Regions from separate parts of the Sus scrofa genome. Here region 2 is linked to region 1. The links are chromatin contacts, called in public HiChIP or PLAC-seq maps. All regions are on one chromosome and are shown on one strand. The core of a region is the stretch at or near the end of the contact, and the rest is flanking DNA. Distances in the headings are between cores, read along the strand shown. Region 1 holds the start of KIAA1161. Region 2 holds the start of DCAF12 (DDB1- and CUL4-associated factor 12).

Region 1 (4,837 bases), core at 608-3,107:
AGAAGGGGAAAGGGTCCATATCTGAATAGGAAAGAGACTGGTCGTCCTCAAAACTTTCATATTAGGTCAGCCCATCTCATGACTCCTGGAGGCATGGAGGGGCCACTAAGGTGACCTCAAAAGCCTTTTCTAACACTTAGGTTCTGAGAATCTTTATTCACTAGGGTTCTAAGATTCTTTGATGAAGGACAGAAACCCGTAGACCTTTTACTGGTCTCCCTACTGCCACCACAGCGTCCAACCCTAACAATAATGCTGTACAGGAGGCAAAGCTGCAGTGCTCACTTTATAGATGAGTAAACAGTGGCCCAAACTTCAAACAAGAAAAAGGAACTTGTTTGAAGTCACCAAAGTAGCAAGGCTGCCTGAATCCAAAATCCAGGCTTGGAGTTCCCGTTGTGGCTCGTGGTTAACGAACCTGACTAGTATTCATGAGGACTAGTATCCCTGGCCTCGCTAAGTGGGTTAATGATCCAGTGTTGCCGTGAGCTGTGGTGTAGGTCGCAGATGCAGCTGAGATCCCAAGTTACTGTGGCTGTGGTGTAGGCCAGCAGCTTCAGCTCTGATTCGATATCTAGCCTGGGAAACTTCATATGCCACGGATGCGACCCTAAAAAGAAAAAGAAAAAGAAAAAAAAAAAAAAAAGACAAAATGGAGGCTTAACCCTCCATGGTATTAAGTTTTAGGAATGGAAGATAATGGTCTGACTGGCTATCTGAACACAGCAAAGGAGATCTGTGGCCAAGAGGGTGGGATAGGCTTCCATTAGGTGGGTGTGGGCATGGTGAGGCCTGTCTTCCCAAGGGCTGGTGCTGCTGCTTGCTTCAGGAAGGTTTCTGGTGGTGGGAAGTGGCAATTTTTGTGGCATCTGGTACAGGGGCTGTGGGGGAGGAACTGTGATTCCGGCGTTAACGGTGGAGCTAGAGACCCCTGTAATCCGCAGCCTCCGCCATCTGGACAAACTCCCGCTAATACTGGCAGGTGGGGTTTGCCCTAGCCAAGCCTCTGCCCACTAGACACTCAACCTCAGTCTTGGCTGACAGCCCCTAGCGGGGTCTGAAGGCGGGGGCGGCGGGGGGGGGCGGGGCAGCGGGCCCAGCCCAACTGACGGGAGGCCATTCCATGTCAAGCGGTTTGTCGAACACAAGATTCCGGGGGTAGGGTGGGATTGGAAATGTCAAAGGCAACTCGATCCGGCCCATCTCCCTGTCCTGCCCAGCGTCGGGATCCAGGGGATCGAGTGACCGAGTCTACAGCCTGGAATCCCCCACCCCCCACCTCCCGCGCTGCAGCTACAAGGTCCGAAGGGACAGACTGAGGTCAAGGGACCAGTGCCCGCTGGGAACCGCGGCCGGAGGAGGGGCCCAGGTGTCCAGGCTCGCCACACCTACTTACTCGTTTGTAGGAGCGAAAGTTCAGGAAATGTCCTCCCTCGGCAACCTCCCAAGGACTTCCCGCTAGGCTCATTCAAGGCAGTCGACTCCAGAAGTGAAGGTAAAGGGGAGGCTCCCGCCGAGCCCCTCCACGCTAGCTGAAGTTGAGTGGCAACAGCGCAGCGCGGGGCGCCGCCTCACTGAAGACAGCTGAGGCCCTCCTCGGGCCCCGCCCCCTGGCCGCTCGGCCACGCCCCGGTCTTTTGGTCTCGCCTAGAGTCGTGGAGTCCACCTGAGTCCGTGGAGCAAGACCATCCTCCCACAGTGTCACGAGGACTTGAGGCCACGCCCCTTAGCTTCCGTGCCTCCCCCTACACCCCCGCGCCACTCCTCCTCTGCTCTGTGCCCAACTCCGGGCAGCTTGGGCCCTCTGCCAGCCTGGAACCTCCCAAGCCCGCCTCCTCAGCCTTCAGAACCCCGCCCCCTCCCCCGCGGCCATTGCTTACCCTCAAGAGGGCGGCTCTCTGCCCCAGGCCTGCTGGGAAATGTAGTTCTGGAGAAAGGTGCAACTGTCGAACTTTATTATATAGAGTCCTCCAACCTCTGGGCTAAATTTGGGAATCGTCTGAGGAGGAGAGAGCTGCCGGGCAAAGGGGCGGAGCCGAACCCTTGGGATTTATTTTTCTCCAGATGTGAGCAGCTTGAGGTCGTCTGGGTATAACGCTTATTAGGTCTCCATAGGGGAAAAATTTCACCACATGGTGTTAGGGTAGCGAAATTCTGGGAGGATCTCAGTGGTTCAATGCAGGTTAGATCCAATCAAGGACCCCACAGAGGGAGCTTAGTTCCACCAGCTTGGAGGCCCAACCTGTACATTCCCACTAGACCAGACCACAGCATCTGAGATCAGGAACTGAGAAGACAAGCTTCTGCTCGGTATTTTGCAACGCCTTTCCCCATCCACTGCCCCCCACTCCCCTTGATGAAAGCCATTAGAAGTACCCATGCTGGAGTTCCCACTGTGGCTCAGTGGGTTAAGAATCTGACTAGTATCCATGAGGATGTGGGTTTGATTCTTTGTCTCCCTCAGTGGGTTAAAGGTAAAAGGATCTGCAGTTGCCCTGAGCTGTGCTCTAGGTCACAGATGCAGCTAGGATCTGGCTTTGCTGTGGCTGTGGTTGTGGCCAGCAGCTGCAGCTCTGATTTGACCCCTAGCCTGGGAACTTCCTGTGGCCCTAATGACAAAAAAAAAAAAAAAAAGAAAGAAAGAAAGAAAACCCATGCTACAAGGAAGTGGGCATGCCTCACCATACTTCTCCCTCCAGGGGGAACTGGGTGCAAACATACGGAAGATCCTAGAGATTTTGGAACACCCCACCCCTTCCTCCCAGGGCTTTGTTTTATAATTTGAAATTTCTTGGTCATGAAACCCTTCAAAATTGTTTGGACCCCTTGGACTTGGGTGGGCATGGCAGCAAGGGTATCTGAACAGAGACTTTTAGGCTGTGATGGAGGCTCTGGGAACAGAGATCAAGAACGTTGGGAATAGGGACATGGCTCTGACTGCAGAATGGAGGCATGGAGGTGAAGGGACATCTAAGCTTGGGGGATAGTGGGGAAATGTCAGCTGTAGGGCTCTCCTGGGGTTGAGAGGTAGATGGGCCCTCCCGCATGGCTAGTTTGGGCTCTGAGGTGGAAAGGAGGAGGACATGCCCCTCATAGGAATATTATGTGTCAGGAGGGCACTCCGGACCACCCAAGGGAAATATTGAGGTGATGAAATGGACAAGGCGACTTTGAGAACTGCATCGCAGTTGAGGGGGCTTGGCAGAGGCCTGAGTGACTGGCTCCTCACTGCCAGATCCTTCTGGGGAAGGACACTGGCGGCAGGCTTTAGGGTGAAGAATTTATTTATTGCTCAGCCCCCTTAGCCCGGCCAGTCTGGGGTCTACCAGCAGTGGTAGTCAGGATAGGTCTCAGACACAAACTCAGGGTGGACAACATAGTTGTTTCTCTGGGGGCCACCAGTCTTCTTGAAGTGACTTGTGTCCCATCTGTGGGGAGAGATGCGTCAGCTCTTTTGGACCCTCATACCTGCCTGGCAATTCTCAATGCTAACTCCTGCATTTTGCTCCACAATTCTCAATGCTAACCTTATTTCAGCATTTTGCTCCCAGCTCCCTAGGCTCCAACATTGACCTCTTAACTTTAGGTTCTACAGTTAAATTTTAGATTCCTGATACCCGCTCCCTAACAGACTTTTTACCCATTATTCCAAGCCCTGAACCTAATGTCCTGATCTCTTGACTTTAAGTACCATGGCCAGCCTGTAACCCCTCAATGCCATCTCCATGCCCTCTCATGGGGGGTCCTCATTTAGCAGCCAGTTCTGACTTCCCCATGGCACCACCGCCCCCTGGTGACACTTTCCAGTAGGTGCATCGCAGTGGATGGTTGCCACCCCAACTAGTCCCGGGATCCCCAGCAGCTCCAAGGTTACAGCTTCCTCGTACGTGCGCATTTGCCTGTGTGTACACCAGACTTACCTAAGGTTGGGACAAGGGTAGTATGACTGCGGGGGAGTTAAAACAGCACAATGCATTCCGGGCCGGTGCTCGCAAGGCGATACACTCCTGGGGGAGGAAGCGGTGGGCAGGAAGGGGTCGGGCCTTTTAATTTCCCTCTACGCCCCAATCCACACCAAGACTTCTGGTGTCAGTCCTACAGCTCAGACATCCTATTCTCCAGCCTCCTAACCCTTCAAGATCCCATCGAGGCATCACCTCTGGAAAGACACTTGGAAGTCCCTCTCCCCGTGAAGCCTCATTTCTGCCGCCCAAGCTGGGCCGCGGAGAATGCTGGACTCTGGCGAGGGTTGCGGATCAGTCATTGAAGATCTGGGAGCCCCTAGATCCTCGCCACAGGACAGCAATTACCCCAGCACTTAACCCAGCACAAGGCTTAGGCACTCTTTCCTCCATGTCTTTGTGAGGGGTAAGACCCAGTTTCACAAGATGATGAATCGGCCTCTCACAGCCTGGGGAGGGGCGGGCTATCACCACGGAATTAGGGACAGGCTTCAGGACCTCCCTCGCCCTTTCACAGCTTTCTGGACGCACACTTCAGCGTTCTCGCAGGCTCAGCCCGCCTTGTCCAAAGCCACGTGCAGGGAGAAGACTCCGTTGCAGTCTGGGTTTCCGCCGAGCGCTCGGGCCTCAGTTTCCTTGACAATAACACGCCAGGCCGCTAGGCCGTCTACCTCCGCAGGGGGTGCGGGGCTCCGAGGAGGCCAAGGCCCCTCTGGTAATGCAGTCATCACTTCTTTGTTCTCTTAGAACCCAGCGAAGACCCTGCCCATTACCAATGGTGACCCGAGGCCCAGGAACGCATGGTACTCTGCAAACTAGATAGAACATGCGTCTCCAAGGGCCGGCGCTGGCGAGCATGGTAAAGGAATCAACTG
Region 2 (4,837 bases), core at 675-3,174, 240 kb before region 1:
TCCCAAGGTGAAACTCTCTTTCCTTCAGGAGACTGGGAAGTTGCTGTGCTGCATAACCATGCAACACTCGAGAGTAGTTGGTTTCATTCTGTAGCCTGACTTCTCGGTTCTTCAGGTAGTACACTAAGGATCTCTTCACTGGGGGGAGTCTTTTCCTTTTGTGCAGTGAATGATCCCAGCCAAACTGTGGAAAGCAAAATTAAAAATCAAGGCTTTTGCTACCTTTGTCAGATGGAGAGATCCTACTGTATTAAGGAACTCAACAAAAATTCTTTCTGCAGGATTTACATACAACAGAAACACAATACTAGGAGTTCCCATTGTGGTGCAGTGGTTAATGAATCCGACTAGGAACTATGAGGTTTCGGGTTCAATACCTGGCCTTGCTCAGTGGGTTAACGATCTGGCGTTGCTGTGGCTCTGGTGTAGGCTGGCTACAGCTCCGATTCGGCCCCTAGCCTGGGAACCTCCATATGCCACGGGAGCAGCCCAAGAAATGGCAAAAAAAAAAAAGACCAAAAAAAAAAAAATACAATACAAAACAAAAGACAGCAAAGTCAATCTAAAGTCCAGTTTAACTCTCCCAACATTGAAAAGATGCTGCTCATAGTCAAACCTACCTACAGGAAACAAGGGCTGAAAGACAAGGACATGAAAGCAGAAAAAAGGACAAAAGAAAACTAAGTCTTCTTAGAAGTGAAGGATTCAGGTATCTAAAAGTACCTGAGTACTTTTGATAGGGGAGGGAATAAAGGGCAGAGACAGACCTGGACTACATCTCTAATGGCCCCCTTCTCTGTCTCGGCCTGCACTCCCTGCAGAGCATAGAAGGTGCAGCCCAAGGAGCCTGACTAGGATCCCAGGTCTTTCAGGCAATGGCCACCTTCCTGTCACCAGGTCCATGCTCCAGACAGTTGAAAAATTTGAAAAATTAAACACCAAAGGGGTGGCAGGCATGGGAAATCTGAGTCTGAATACCACCACCAAGGTCTTCCCTGCCAAAGAGAGCTGGATAGGAGTGATACCTGAAAACTGCTGTCTCTCCTAGGCGTCCAAGTACCAAAAGACCCAGCTCAGGGCTTGAGGATCCTTAGGGAGGCTCATTCCTATATGAGATACGCAATCATCTCCGCTTCCCCCGGCCACTGGAAGGGGGGCTTAACTTTCCCTTCACGTATTTGTGGGAGGTTTTGTTCCCTTCCTTCGATTCCTTTTGATCCCCTTCCTTTAAACCCAGATTGCTTCTCCCCAAACCCCACTCCCGGCTGCAGGCCTCCCTGGAATATACCTCATTCTCATGTTCCCCTTTAGCTCCTCAGCCCTGCGGTCTTTCTGCTTTCCAGTGAACTCCTAAGGGCCCATCCCTGATTCTACAGACCGAGGTTCTGCTCTTCCCCTCCACCTCCAGCTCCCCCCCTCCAAACCCCCGACTATAGATCTTGGACCCCGTTAAGGTTTCCTCATCTGCGAACCCTATTCCCTAGGTGTCTCGGTCTAATCACCCGGCTCCCACTTCTCAGCCCTCACCTGTGGGCCCTGAGCGTCGCTCCCAGCTCCCGGCGAGGCGGGCGCTTTCCGCTTCCTGCTAACTGCTTTCCGGGCCATAGTGGGCAGCGCCGCGGCGGCCCCGCAGCCACATGGGGCGGGGGAAGCGTGGGGGAGCAAGAAGGCGGGTCATATACTGGGCCCCGGGGCCGCGCACCTTAGCGCGCTCGGCCCGGAAAATGACCCGGACCCCGGGCGGCAGTAGAAAATAAGGAAGGTAAGCAGAAGGGAAGGAGGGAAGGAGGACTGGGGCCGGGAAAGGGAAGGGAAAGGGGAAGGGGAGGCAGGAACCCGAAGCTTTACGACGACGGAGTCTGGAAAGGACGGCGAGCGGCTGGAACCAAAACACCCCTCCCCTTCGCCCGCGCTCCGTCACCCTCGCGCAGCCGCACTTGGCAGCACGTCGTCTAGGAGACGCGGTCGGGACTAGGGGGCGGGGTTTGGGGTTCGCAGTAGAGTTTGTGGCTGTTGCTTAACCCCACCCTCCCCGCCCCCCGCGCCGCGCTCCGGACATTTTTCAACCGCCGTCTGACGACCGCTGGAGATGTGCGACTTGCGGGTAAAGGAATTTAGGTTCTACCCGCCGACTTCACCGCCCTGCGCGCCCGCTTGCCCAGCGCAGGCACCTCGCTCGGAGAAGGAATCCCTCCTAACACGCCTTTACCCCGCAGTCGCTTCTGGTTATCTCCTTTTGAAGGCTGCACGTTTCCCCGAACTCTATTAAACCGAGCCCTGGCTCCAAGGATTGGACACTTCGGGAAGAGGCATAACTACCCTCTCCCGCCACACCCACTCTCGACCCCGCAAGGTGGAGTCCGGCTCGAAATCCACAGCAGTTTGTTCAGACTTTCACACTGTAGAGAACTTGTCCGGCCCTGCCCGGGTTCCCCCACCAACACCATCCCAGGGGCCTCTGGCTGCCCTCTCCCCAACTCCTGGGGTGCTCTTGGGCTTCATTTTCCACCCGGTCTTCTCCCTCCCTCGGCTGCCCCCCCCCCCCCCCCCCGTCGCTGTACTAACCGCAACAGCCTTCCAGTCACCTCTCCCTTAGCTGCTGCGTGGGACCTCACTGCCCTTTAGCGTCCCACTACCTCCTGGCCGCACTGTCTTTTGTGCTCTACGAAATAGGCCTCCCTCCGTGATTTATATTTCTTAGTCTCCCATGCAGTTCTAAGCTAAGGACTGGAACAGAGGTCTGTCTGCCACTCCCTGCTTCTCTCTTGGGGCCCAAGTTGCGTCTCCATCAGGGCAGATTGGGTGAAATTCTAAACCACCGAGAAGAGTGGCGTTTGACCTGTCAGTATAGTTAAAGCTGGCATTGGTCACCGGACAAGCGCTCTTCCTTCAGAATCACCCTTGCCTCCGTTTTCAGAAGATTGTGTAGGGATTTGAGTGCCAGCCCCCACTTTGCTCAGATAAAGAAATCCTTTGAGGAAGCAGGAAGCTCTTGCTTGGCTTGGGGCTGACTGGCCTCAGGCTTTAGTGCCCAGTTACCTGCTCATCCATCCCTTCAGGCTTCAGGCCTCATACCTGCAGGGAGCTCTGTTGGCCCATCTGAAGTTCTGCCTACAAGGAGATTTGGATTTGTTTTCCAAGCCGAACCAAAAACCAGATTGAGACAGTGTCTTCCGCCATCCCAAGTCAGCACTGCAGCTAATCCCTAATGCCACCTCGGGAAAGGCAGCCCCATCTTACTTAGTCAGGACTATCTCTTCAGAGACATACACCCAAGTGGGTCAGCAGTGGGTCAGCTTTCCTTTTTTGAGCCAGTTGTTCCAGTTCTGTCTTGCCTCACAATGCTCTGGATGACCCAGGAGCCCATTGGCCAAGAGTCTGGAATTCCTTTGAGAATCTCTAAGCTAATGCTTGGCTGCATTTGAATCTTGGTCTCTGTTCATGTCAGAGGTCTTAGGCTTATCCTCAAGCTTGGTGCACTTCATTTTGACATCCCAGGAACTATCCCTGAATGCAGAGCTCACCATTTCTGTGGGAACAAAATAGAATGAAGATTTATTTGGAAGTTTAAAAGTTTATAATTGCTTTTAAAAGACTGATAATACCAAGAATTGGTGAGAAAGTAGAATGATTAGAACTCTCGAGTGGGTGTGTAAATTGGCACAAACAATTTGGAAAAAATCTGTGGCAGTACCTACCAAAGCTAAATACATGTACCCTATCATCAAGCAGCTCTACTTTGTTTTTTTGTTTTGTTTTGTTTTGTTTTGCGATTTCTTGGGCTGCTCCCACAGCATATGGAGGTTCCCAGGCTAGGGGTCAAATCGGAGCTGTAGCCGCCGGCCTACACCAGAGCCACAGCAATGTGGAATCCGAGCCGCATCTGCGACCCACACCACAGCTCACAGCAACGCCGGATCCTTAACCCACTGAGCAAGGCCAGGAATCAAACCCACAACCTCATGGTTCCTAGTCGGATTCGTTAACCACTGAGCCATGATGGGAACTCCAAGCGGCTCTACTTTGTAAACCCAAAAGAAATGAATGTTTATGTCCACCAAAAGTCATTTACAAGAATATTCATAGCAACTTTATTCAAAGTAGGCCTAAATTGGAAATAGTTCAAATGGCAATCAATATTAAAAAAGATAAACTCAGGATTTCCATGAATTTATCAGGCTCGATAATTTACTATAATGGCTCGCTGAACTTGGAAATAAAAACTATTACTGGTTTATTATAAAAGATATTGTAAAGGACACACATAAACAGCTAGATGAAAAGTTTCATAGGATGAGATCTGTAAGGGTCCTGAGCACAGGAACTTCTGTCCCCAGAAAGTTTGGTGTGTGCCACCCCCATGGCATGTGGATATGTTCACCAACTTGGAGCTCTCCAAACCTTATAGTTGAGGGTTTACATGGAGGTTCTATTGCGTAGACATGATTGATTAAATCGTTAGCCATTGGTAATTAATTCCCTGTCCCTCTCCCTTTCCTAGACATTGGGAAGGTGGTGCTGAAAGTTCCAATGCTCTTGGAGTTCCTGTTGTGGCTCAGAAGATTAAGAACCAGACTAATATCCATGAGGATGTGGGTTCGATCTGTGGCCTTGCTCAGTGGGTTAAGGATCTGGCATTGCCATGAGCTGTGGCATAGGTCGAAGATATGGCTTGGATCTGGCATTGCTCTGGCTGTGGTGTAGGCCAACAGCTGCAGCTCTGATAAAACCCCTAGGCAGAACTTCTAATTGCCGAAAGTACAGCCATAATAAGAGAAAAAAAAGAATGAAAATTCCAAAGCTATAATGAAAGGTTTGTTCCTCTGGCAACTAGCCT

Evidence for each region. HiChIP or PLAC-seq counts read pairs in DNA pulled down with a chosen protein or histone mark.
Region 2: an H3K27ac HiChIP or PLAC-seq map of alveolar macrophages shows a contact between it and region 1. The contact joins the promoter of DCAF12 here to the promoter of KIAA1161 in region 1. A contact is called at or near these places in 1 of 47 Hi-C or Micro-C datasets (embryonic fibroblasts) and 1 of 2 datasets of contacts at active chromatin or transcription factors (alveolar macrophages).

What each region holds. Positions count from the first base shown.
Region 1 is chr10:32,433,369-32,438,205 of Sscrofa11.1, reverse strand. It overlaps KIAA1161, which reads right to left and starts at 1,857. Exons shown (of 2, transcript XM_021064686.1): 1 at 1,397-1,857. It overlaps C10H9orf24 (spermatid-specific manchette-related protein 1), which reads right to left. Exons shown (of 6, transcript XM_021064685.1): 6 at 3,290-4,007. The coding sequence ends at 3,921.
Region 2 is chr10:32,671,069-32,675,905 of Sscrofa11.1, reverse strand. DCAF12 (DDB1- and CUL4-associated factor 12) reads right to left here and starts at 1,924. Exons shown (of 9, transcript XM_021064687.1): 1 at 1,528-1,924; 2 at 1-184. The coding sequence starts at 1,605.